Regions from separate parts of the Pan troglodytes genome. Here region 1 is linked to region 2. Evidence: chromatin contacts called from public Hi-C data. All regions are on one chromosome and are shown on one strand. Each heading gives the region's core, a stretch centred on a gene start, on an enhancer-like site or on the middle of the called end of the contact. The rest is flanking DNA. Distances are from core to core; before and after follow the strand shown. Region 1 overlaps SLC6A6 (solute carrier family 6 member 6). Region 2 holds the start of SLC6A6 (solute carrier family 6 member 6).

What was found. A called contact is a pair of places that touch in the nucleus more often than the background predicts.
Region 1: a Hi-C map of stem cell-derived neural progenitor cells shows a contact between it and region 2, with 4 times the contacts expected there. The contact joins the enhancer-like site here to the promoter of SLC6A6 in region 2. A contact is called at or near these places in 2 of 7 Hi-C or Micro-C datasets (blood and stem cell-derived neural progenitor cells) and 1 of 1 other capture datasets (stem cell-derived neural stem cells).

The regions. Positions count from the first base shown.
Region 1 is chr2:18,471,440-18,476,565 of NHGRI_mPanTro3-v2.0_pri, forward strand. SLC6A6 (solute carrier family 6 member 6) reads left to right here. Exons shown (of 15, transcript XM_016940534.4): 10 at 1,504-1,616. Among named protein-coding and RNA genes, the nearest start is that of SLC6A6, 72 kb to the left of the region's middle. Within about 2 kb of position 2,367, at least 3 of the 24 cell types and tissues checked have an H3K27ac peak or open chromatin away from gene starts, as enhancers often do. A contact at or near this core is called in stem cell-derived neural progenitor cells and stem cell-derived neural stem cells, where this site is marked.
Region 2 is chr2:18,399,236-18,404,359 of NHGRI_mPanTro3-v2.0_pri, forward strand. SLC6A6 (solute carrier family 6 member 6) reads left to right here and starts at 3,039. Exons shown (of 15, transcript XM_016940534.4): 1 at 3,039-3,322.

The DNA.
Region 1 (5,126 bases), core at 1,117-3,616, 72 kb after region 2:
AGGGCCAACGCTGACGTTCTGTAGGGACCAGCGGGGCCCCGGTCTGGGTGGAAACGCCGCGGCTTTTGACTCCAACTTCAACTTTGATTCAAAAGTCATCTCACTGGGTCCTGGGGTCCATATTTTTCTGAACCTGGCCTTGGTTCTTTTGGGCATGTTCTGAGCAGTTTTGGGCTTGGTAACCCCTGCTCCTGGTGGGGGTCTCCAGCATCTCAGTGACCAACCACTCTGTCGCTGCCCAAGGATATATTTTGGTCAGGTTTTCTCTGGATTGTAAAAGGACACACCCTTCCCTGCCACACTGGGGGTGTTAACACAGTATAACGTGGTTTCTGGTTCCAATTTATTGTAAAGTTGGGTTTTGCTTTTTGTTTTTCATTCTTGAGCCATTCGTCTGGTTTCTAATCCCTGCTGAACAGCTCCTGCTCTGGCCCTTTTTGTTTCCTGCTTCTTGACTTTTTTTTTTTAGCTGTAGATTTTACTTTCTTTTGCTGCCCTCGCTTCTCAGACCCACAGGTCTCAGTTAACAACTAAATTCTTTCCGTTGGCATCTGCTTTCAGGCAGGCTGGAGACAGGAGGAGACATTTCTCTCTGTCTCCGGAATGTCTCCCATCAGAGACATCCCCTGAGCTGACAGAGCTCCCATCTCCCCAGCTCTCCCTCAGGTTCTATCCAAGTCCCCTCTTTTGAAACCCAGAGCCCTTTTCTAGTGACATGGTGTCTACCTCTGAGAATCTAAACACAGGAAGGCTCCTCGTGAGTCATTTATGGCCACCTGCCCCTCACTTTTCAGGTGGGGAAACTGAGGCCCTGAGAGGGTATGGGGTGATTCAAAAAGGAAATTGGAAGAGGATGACTTGGATGCAGGCCTGGGACCTTGCCCCTGCACCCATGTTCCCTCAGCTTTGGGCCCTGGTTGGCCCAACCTTGACCTCGTGGGCTTGGCTCTGACCTTGCCAGGGAGAGCCCCACAGATGCACCCCTGAAGAGACAGACCTCCTGTTGGGCATGGTTTTGTATTGGTTTTTCTTTCCACTCCTATGGTGTTTTAGCCATTAACTCAAAAATAGAAACCTTCCCTTTGCAAAGGAGACTGGGCGGTCAGGTCACCACCACGCTCCCCCGCCTCCTTCCAGCAAAGGCTGTCCACTCGATGGCTTTGCTTTGGGGTGGGAGGATCCTCCCTTTCCTTTGTCTCTGCAGACCGAGCCCTGGGCTCAGTCTGCATCCTACCCCAAATAACCACGCCCCGATGGATGCTGGTGTGTGAGGAGGCCACGTGTGCTGTGTAGGAGACAGATGCTAAAACCGGGCCCCTCCTGAGCCCCAGCGTGTCCCACCCAAAAGCGAGACAGGCCTGGTCTCTTTCCCCAGGCCAGAGTTCAGACCTGGCTCCCTGCTGTATTTGGGTCTGAGTGTCTTTGTGTGAGCCCAGGGTTCCCAGTGGCTTGGTGGCTGATGTCTCCTCCCCTGTGCCCCTCCCCGTTTTCTTTCCTTTCTAGGTCCTGGCCTGGCCTTCATTGCCTACCCAAAAGCTGTGACAATGATGCCGCTGCCCACGTTTTGGTCCATTCTTTTTTTTATTATGCTTCTCTTGCTTGGACTGGATAGCCAGGTGCGTATAAGGGATAGCCCTGGGGCGACTGCCCCTGTGGGGAACCTGACTCTGGGAAAGCCTCCTTATCCCACCTGGGAGGTGGTCAACCCCCTTCCCCCCTCCAGTCAGACTTCCAGTGCTTCAGCTGTGAGGGTTCCTCCAGGACACCAGGAATAGAAAAAGCTCTGCGTCCCCAGAAAGTGCATTTGAACAAGATAATTATTTAGCCTAATGGAGTGCAAACAAGACGTGGCATGGCACATTGTCTGCTAGCAGAGGGGCATCCAGAGGTTCTCGGAGTGGGTGGGTTATGACAGGGACACCAGGGCTTGTGGTTACAGTCAAGCCACAAATGACGAATTGGAGGTCATGACTCAATAAGTCATGATGTGCTCCAGTGGAGTGTCGGCAGGGCACAGGAGGACATGGCAGATGGGCGATTCGGAGAAGGGACCCACATTTCTGTGTGAGCTGATCATTGTCTGGGCCATCGTAATCAGTTGCAAGTGCCCAGGAGAAGCCTACGCCACACTCAGGATTCTGTGCTCCCTGGAGCGTGCGAGGGGCTGGGCATTGGCTCCCTCCCGTGCTTTCTACACCGCACAGGCCGGGAGCCTCGCTCAAACCCGCCCTGACCTCTGGCTGTCCTGGCTTCTCCCCTCCCAAGGCAGGACTCTTGTCTCCACTGAGGTTCTTTCCTGCACTTCTAAACCCCGCATCCCACCCCTTCAGGGCTCAGGCCTCCACTAGAAGGTGACTCATGGCCAGGGAATGCCAGTGAGAGCCGATGAGTGGCTGCATCTGGCTGTAGAGTAGCCAGTGCCTAGTGTGGGGTAGTCAGCAGTGCTCGGAGGACAATTCACTTGAGCTCCTGGGCCCCTTTCCCTGGAAATAGGTGTATTTTTGACAGGGTCTTGTTGAAACAACAGTTCAGAGCACAGGCATGACTCCAGGAGTAGGGATTTATGGCGTGTGGGACAGGCTGGTAGTGTCCCCAGCCCAGCATGAGCCCCTCAGGCAGCGCCATGCAGGTGGGCCACTGAGAAGCAGGTAGGATGTAGACTGTGTAGTCTGGGTCTGGAGGTCTGAATGCCTCTTGGGAAGCCTTTGAGCAACTGAGACCCCCTGAGAGGTTGGAGCTTGCAGCCAGGGTGGGAGAGCCCTTTGTCCCCCTCCCCGGGGGCCAAAGTCTTCAGAGTCATTGTCCCAAGTGGGTCCCCAGAACCTGGTAGGGGAAAAGTCTCTGAAGGTCAAGCAGAGGAGGGTGAGTCCAGAGAGAGGAGGCGGCCAGCCAGCAAGGTCAAGAGCAGAGCAGGGGATTTGGCAGAGAAGGGGGCAGGATTAGCAGAGAAGACAGAACGAAAACATCAGGGAGACGGAAAACAAAATACTTCTGCAGTTGTTGATAGACTTGAGCTGAATAAACAAGCAGGAGGACTCCATTAATCATTCCTAGTTAATGAGTTTGGCCTTCAGAGGCCCCAAGCAAATGGCTTTTATAACTTCTTCCAGAGCTCTAAGTGAAAGAAAAAAACAAAAACAGAGGTTAATAAATGACAAGGCATGACATCTTCATGGGCCCAAAATAGGCCACTTGGGCTTTGGAAACGGCTCCCTGAGCAGGTGGAGGTGGTCACTCATTAGATTTTCTCCCCAGGAAGTGGGGCCTGGTGGAGGACACGCATCTCTCAGGGAGGCCCCGTGTCAGTGGCACACGGAGAGAATCTGGTGGGCTCTCACAGCCACTCCTCCTACTTTGCAGAGCGAGGAACTCAAGGCTCAGAGCAGTTAGATGACCTGCCAGGGACAAGGGTAGAAATCGAACCTAAGTCACTGGTCTCCCAGGCCCCATGTCCCAGGGAACCAGGATGGGAATCTGATGGCACAGGTGGGGCTTCCTCTTTTGTATCTCTTTGCTTTGTGAACTTGGGGAAATGGGGAAGGTTTTGCAGATGCCAGCAGTGTGCCTCACCCACTGCCAGCACTGTGACAGGATCAGAGCCCTCTGCCGTAAGAGGTGTTCCCTGGGTGCCGGTCCTCATGGCAGGCTTCTGTGTGTGCGTGTGTTTGGGGTGATCCACATTTACCATCTAAACCAGGTTTAAGTGCACAGTTCAGTGGCATTAGTACCTTCAGACATTGCGCGGCCATCACCACCATCCGTCTCCAGAACTTTTTCCTCTTCCCAAATGGAACCTCTGTCCCCATTCAACACTGACTCCTAACTCCCCAGTTTGCCCTCCTGCCGGCCCTGCACCTGGCTTTTTGTACATGAACTCCTTAAGCTGCAGTGTTGCGATGCCTGGGTACTATTTTTACCCTTCTTATAGCTGAGGAAACTGAGACTTAGAGAGACCAAGAACTTAGCCAAGGCTCCACACAGCTAGTTAAGGGCTTGATGCCAGGTCTGCCTGTCTGCAGAAACCATCTCTTACCTGCTAGTTTGTCCCAATTGGCCTTCCCCTTGAATTCCCCCAAAATAACTTCCTCCTGTTGGAAGTATGGAGATCTACAGCCCAGAGGCAGAGGCCTCCCGCTGATGTTATTCCGTCCTGGGCAAGGGAGCAGGGGGTGTCACCCTGACTCATCAGGGGTTCCTACCATTGGCGGGAACAGTCCGTCTGGCCTAAGAGCCATCATACTGCTGCGCCTTTCTTGGTGAGACAGGGTAGAGGAGTCAGCCATGTGGAGGCAGATGCCTGTTGCCATCCAGGCTACCCAAGAGGGACATGGTTTTTTGTTTGTTTTGAGACAGAGCCTTGCTCTGTCGCCCAGGTTAGAGTGCAGTGGCGCAGCCTTGGCCCACTGCAACCTCTGCCTCCTGGGTTCAAGTGATTCTCCTGCCTCAGCCTTCCAAGTAGCTGGGATTACAGGCATGTGCCACCATACCTGGCTAATTTTTTTTTTTTTTTTTTTTTTTGTAGAAACAGAGTTTTGTCATGTTGGCCAGGCTGGTCTCGAACTCCTGACCTCAGGTGATCTGCCTGCCTTGGCCTCCCAAAGTGCTGGAATTACAGACGTGAGCCACTGCACCCAGCCGGGACATGGTTTTTTTAACAAGTTATGAGAGGAGATGAGAGTTGGAACCCACTCCTCCTGCACCCAAAGAGCTCGCCCAGCCCGCTGACATGGGTTAACAGTTATCTCCCACTTGCAGATTTACTCTAATAATTTCAAATCTTTCTCAACATCCCTGCCAAGTGGGCAAGATCCTCCCATTTCACGGAGAGGCAAGTGAGGCTCGGAGAAGCCAATCACACAGCTGTTAAGCAAGGGAGGGCTGAAGAGGCTGGTGGAGAAGGGCAGTGTTCTCCGGAAGCGCCAGGAACTGAGAAATGGGGGTTTGTGCTGGTCTTGGCCCTGATTCACAGCGACACTGACCTTCCTGTCTTTAATTTCCCCATCTCAAAAAAGGAAAGAACCTTTGTTTTTAGCTCCTTTTGAAGCTTAAGTGTTTGAGCTGCAGGTTTGCTATAATTCAGTGGCAATTTAGGTTCAAAACCCCTTCGGCAGACACATGAGTCAGAG
Region 2 (5,124 bases), core at 1,789-4,288:
CCCAAGTCACACAGCTGGGAAGCCACAGAGCTGAGGTGGAGCTAGGGTCTGTGGCCTCCCGCACTGAGCTCTCTCCACCCTGTGCATGCCTCTAGCTTTGGCATTGGCTCCTCCTGGCCCCTTCTCCGGTCTGACCATCCCTTTTCCACCTCATCTGCCACCTCTCCCTGGGGCTGAGGTTGGGGCTCTTCTTGCCTCCTCCTCCTCCTTTCTCTCCTTGGGGCTGGGTTTTTTGTCTGGCAATCGCCCACCCAGAATCCCCTCATTCAAGATTGTAACCTCTGGAGCCAGGTGGCCTAGGTTTGAATTCCAGCTCTACTATCTGCCAGCTGAGTGACCTTGGGGAAGTTACTTAACTTCTCTGTGGCTCAGTTTTACCTTCTATAAAACGGAAGAAATAATTGTACCAATCTCATAGGGGTGTTGTCGGGATGAAAAGGTTTAACTTATTAAAATGCATTTAACTGTGCAGGGTACATAGTTAAGTGTCAAAGAAAAGTAAGTTAAAGCCGGGCACGGTGGCTCACGCCTGTAATCTCAGCACTTTGGGAGGCCGAGGCAGGCAGATCACCTGAGGTTGGGAGTTTGAGACCAGCCTGATCAACATGGAGAAACCCCATCTCTACTAAAAACACAAAATTAGCCAGGCGTGGTGGCGCATGCCTGTAATGCCAGCTACTAGCGGCGCTGAGGCAGGAGAATCACTTGAACCCAGGAAGCGGAGGTTACAGTGAGCTGAGATTGCGCCATTGGACTCCAGCCTGGGCAACAAGAGCGAAACTCCGTTTTAAAAGAAAAAAAAGAAAAGAAAAAGAAAAGTACGTTAAAATAAATGCAGCAAACCCTTATTGAGTACCTACTGTGTGTCAGGCCTATGATAGACTCCAGGAGTTGATGGAGGCAAAAGAACAGATCCCATCCCTCATGGAGCTGGTAACTGGATAGATGGTTCACTCATGTGTCTTGCGCTGGCACTACCTGCATGAGGCTCCGCTGGCCTACCTGGAGGTCAAAGGATCCCATGGGCCTTTCCAAATTGCAGCTCTGAACACACAACTCTTCCCTTCTCCCACAGCCACTGCCCTTGCTCACTCTCTCAGACCCTCAAGCTCAGCCCTGCCACCAACAACCTTGCTCTCAGGCCTTTGCACGGCAGGCACCTCTGCTAGAACTTGCTTCCTCTTCTGCCGGCTTCACTGCTCGTGGCTTAGTCAAAGCCTCCTTTTGGTTCAAACTTCAATCCTGGAGTCCCCTCCCCACGCTAGGACCTGCCCCTTTGCTTCAGCCTTTGTGCCCTGTGCGACCACACATGCACAGGGCGTCTGAGGAGTTTTTGCTTGACGTCTGTTCCTGCAGTTCATGAGGGAACCTCATAGCTGAAGCAGAGGGATATGGGAGACCCAGTCACTCCTCTTCCTCAGCTTTCGTTTTCTCACCTATAAAAGGGTACAGTGACCCTGAACTCAAAGGAGAGTGCTCAGGTGGCCAGAAGCAGATGTCACGTGGGCCACTGGGACCCTAGAGGCACTGCTGATCCCCAGGTGCTTCCTGGAGGAAGGGGCCACCTGGGGCCAGCAGAGAAGGGTGGGAAGGGTGACAGGAAGGCAAGGAAGGGCATGTGCCCAGTGGTCCTCGTCTGTCTTGGCTGGAGCCAGTATGAGGAGCACCCACTGGAAGGTCAGGTTGGAGTCCGACAGCAGGGGCCTCCAGGGAGAGCCAGTGTCACTTCGGGATGCTCCTTAGCATCCTGGGGCTGTACAGGGAGAGCGGCTGCAGAGCCCTTCCAGGCAGGGATCCTGGCCTGAGTGGTATTTCTTCTTCTTCTTCTTCTTTGTTTTTTTGAGACTCATTCTTGTCGCCCAGGCTGGAGTGCAGTGGCGTGATCTCGGCTCACTGCAACCTCCGCCTCCCGGGTTCAAGGGATTCTCCTGCCTCAGCCTCCTGAGTAGCTGGGATTATAGGCACCCGGCACCATGCCAGGCTAATTTTTGTACTTTTAGTAGAGACGGAGTTTCGCCATATTGGCCAGGCTGGTCTCGAACTCCTGACCTCAGGTGATCTGCCCCCTCGGCCTCCCAAAGTGCTGGGATTACAGGCATGAGCCACCGCGCCTGGCCGGTATTTCTTCTTTTATTCTCCGTGTAAATGGTGGAAGGATCGGCTCTCTCCTCCCCGCCTCCCAGGTGCTGAGAGAGACAGAGAGAGGGAAGACAGGAGAAGGCTGGGGTTCGGGGTTCTCACAGCGTTTCCCTGGCATGCTGCCAGGGCGGGGCAGTGGAAAATGGTCCCTGAGGGCCCGTTCATTCAAATAAGGACAAGAATAATGGCACACTCCCCATCTCCATTTAAAAATAGTCACATTAGCTGACACTGGCTTGGCACTTCCTAGATGCCGGGTGCGTTCCGAGTTCTTCTACGCTGTTAACCTTGGATCTTCATAACAGCCAGAGGAGACAAGCGCTACTATTTTCCTTTCCATTTTATAGATGAGGACACTGAGGCACAGAAATTGTGAGTCACTTGCCCAGGGTCACACAGCCATGGCAAGGCCAGGATTCTGGAGCTCTGTACCTGGCTTCACACCACAAGCTCAGGCCACCCTCCCGGGGCATACCGAGTCTCCCAGAACGTGGACGATCGCCCAGGGGAACGCAGTGGACTGCGAGCCCGGTCTGGTTTGCACCTGGCTGCTCCAGGAGCCCTGGGCCTCATCCTAGGAGCCTGGCGGAAGAGGCGAGCGGTGGAGTTTGGAGGCTGCTGTGAAGGAGAGGACTAGGCGGGTCGGGTCGGGTCTGTCCTGCTCTTCTTCCGCAGGCAGGAGGCGCCCAGGGCGGGCTGCCGCACCTGGCAACGAACGTTCGCCGCGCGGCATGAGGGTGTGCGCGCGCGCTCGGCGAGCCCGGGTTCTTTGTGTGTCCGAGCCCATGCGCGCGTGCGTGTATGCGTGTATGTGTGTGCATGTGTGTGTGTGCGCGCGTGTGTCCGCACTTGGGGCGGGGCTGGACGCCCCGGCCCCGCCCCGGCCCCGCCCCCGGCCCGGCCGAGCTGGTATTTTTCCACCCAGCAGGATGGGTGATGCTGAGAGCTGCCTGCTCAGACAACAGACACGCGAGGTCAGGAAGAAGCCGCTTATAAATTACCGCTTCCTTCGCGCCGCCGCCAACGCCGAGCCCCGAGGACCGCAAGCCCAGAGGACAAGCTGCGCCAAGAGGGAGTGCGGAGCGTTCACCCAGCGGGTCAGAGAGCGAGCGGGCAGGCAGCCCCCGGCCGGCGGAACCCGGCACAGCCGAGCAGAGCGCGGGCGGCGCCGCAGCCACCCCAGGTACCGGAGGGACCGGGAGCTGGGCGCGCAGCCGGCGCTGCCCGCCGTCTGCAGCCCCTCCCCATCCCCGCGTCGCCGCAGTCCCGGCCTCCTCCCCTCCGCGTGCGCCCATCCGGCGCCCCTTTCACCACCGCGGAAGGGACCGAGGGTCGCCTGCTCAGTCCCGCTGGCGGGGCTGTTATTGTTTCCCCGGCAAAAGGGCTCCGGCTCTTGGTGCGGGCGGCAGGAGAGAGAGTGTGTGTGTGTGTGTGTGTGTGTGTGTGTGTGTGTGTGTGTGGCATATCTGTGTGCCTGTCTCCGTCAGGATGCCTACATGTGCCTCCGTATCCCTGTGTCTGTGTTTCTGAGGGTGGCTGTTTCACCGTGTCCCCAGCAGCGTGCACATGTGTGTTCCGGTGCATGTCTGTTATTCTCTGCGTGCTGGGCTGTGTGTGTGTGCCTCTCTGTGTGTGATACCTGAGTGTGCTGTCTTTGGATGTGTGCTCTTGTGTGTCCCCGTTTGTGTCTGCATGAATCTGTGTGTGGGGGGCTGCGTCTTCCAGGCCCTGGCTAGGTGCACGTGCGTGTCCCTGAGTGTGGTTGTGTCTCCAGGTCCCTGGTTGTGGGCACTCGTGTGTCCTCGGCTGTACCCAAGAGGGTGTCCCTGGTGCCTAGAGGGTCCAATGGCCAGAGCTGGTTCTCCAGGGCCGGCGCTGAGTGGGGAGAGGTGATAGGGCAGCGTGGCTCCATAGGTGCATGCACTCCATAGGTGGTGTGCAGGTGGCAGCGCCAGCGTCCAGCAGTCCTGAGTGGTGGGACCAAGGCCCGGAGGGGCAGCCAAGGGGTAGTGGACAGCCGGCAGGGCCAGCAGGACACTTCCTCCTCCAGACTATTTCTCTTCCTTCTGTGGGTTCCTCTTTTGAGTAGGAGATTCTCGTTCCCCTCCCACTAGGGAAGCCAGACAGAGAGAATTCCAGGGACCTCCTCCTACAGCCTCAAAGCTTCAGCCTGGACTTCAGCCTGGACTGGAGAGGAGACCTGTGGGCAGCTCTCCCAGGCAGGGAGGTGTGTGCCGGGCAGGGCCACCGGCCTGGCTATTTTGGTCACTGTTGGGCCTCTGCCAGATCCCGGCATCCCCAGGACCAGCCCCAAAAGCTTGGGAGGCAGCCTGGGCCCCCGTTTCCTGTCTGGGGAAATAAATCAGCTCAGTAATTGCCCAGACACTTGAATGGAGGGTCTTCGGGCTGAGGTTTACTGGCGCATGGCTCCATTTGGACTTCAGTAAATTGGCCCCCGCTTTGGCACAGCTGACGTTCAAGTAAATGTCACTGAGGAGATCTTTTTAAATTTTCTTTTTAATTTTTTGTTGGCTAGAAGGGAGGGGATCTTGTCCAGAGTCTCCTAGCCAGAAGGAGTTTATTTTTATGAGAGAGAGAGAGCGGGTGAGTGCTTAGCAACCACCTGCCTCCCTCTCGACCAGGGAGTCACCCAGGGATTGTGGGGTGGGCATGAGGAGGTGGGGTGGGGGAGGAATTTCATCAAGATGGTGTTGGAGAGGATCCAAAGGGGGCCTAGCACGGCTAAGAACCCCCAACAGGGTGGGACTGGTAGAAGGTGGGAGGTGTTAGGCCTGGCTCAGCCCCCAGTTGACCTTGGGCAACCCTTTTTCTGCCTCGGTTTCCTTACCTGTAAAATGGGTGGGGCAGACTGGTTATAGAGTAAACCAGGGACCAGAGGTAGGAGCTTGTCCCCAGGGAACTGATTTAAGTCCTATGCTTTGTTTTAATGGGTGGGTGACCTTGGTTGATTCCCTTGGTTTCTTT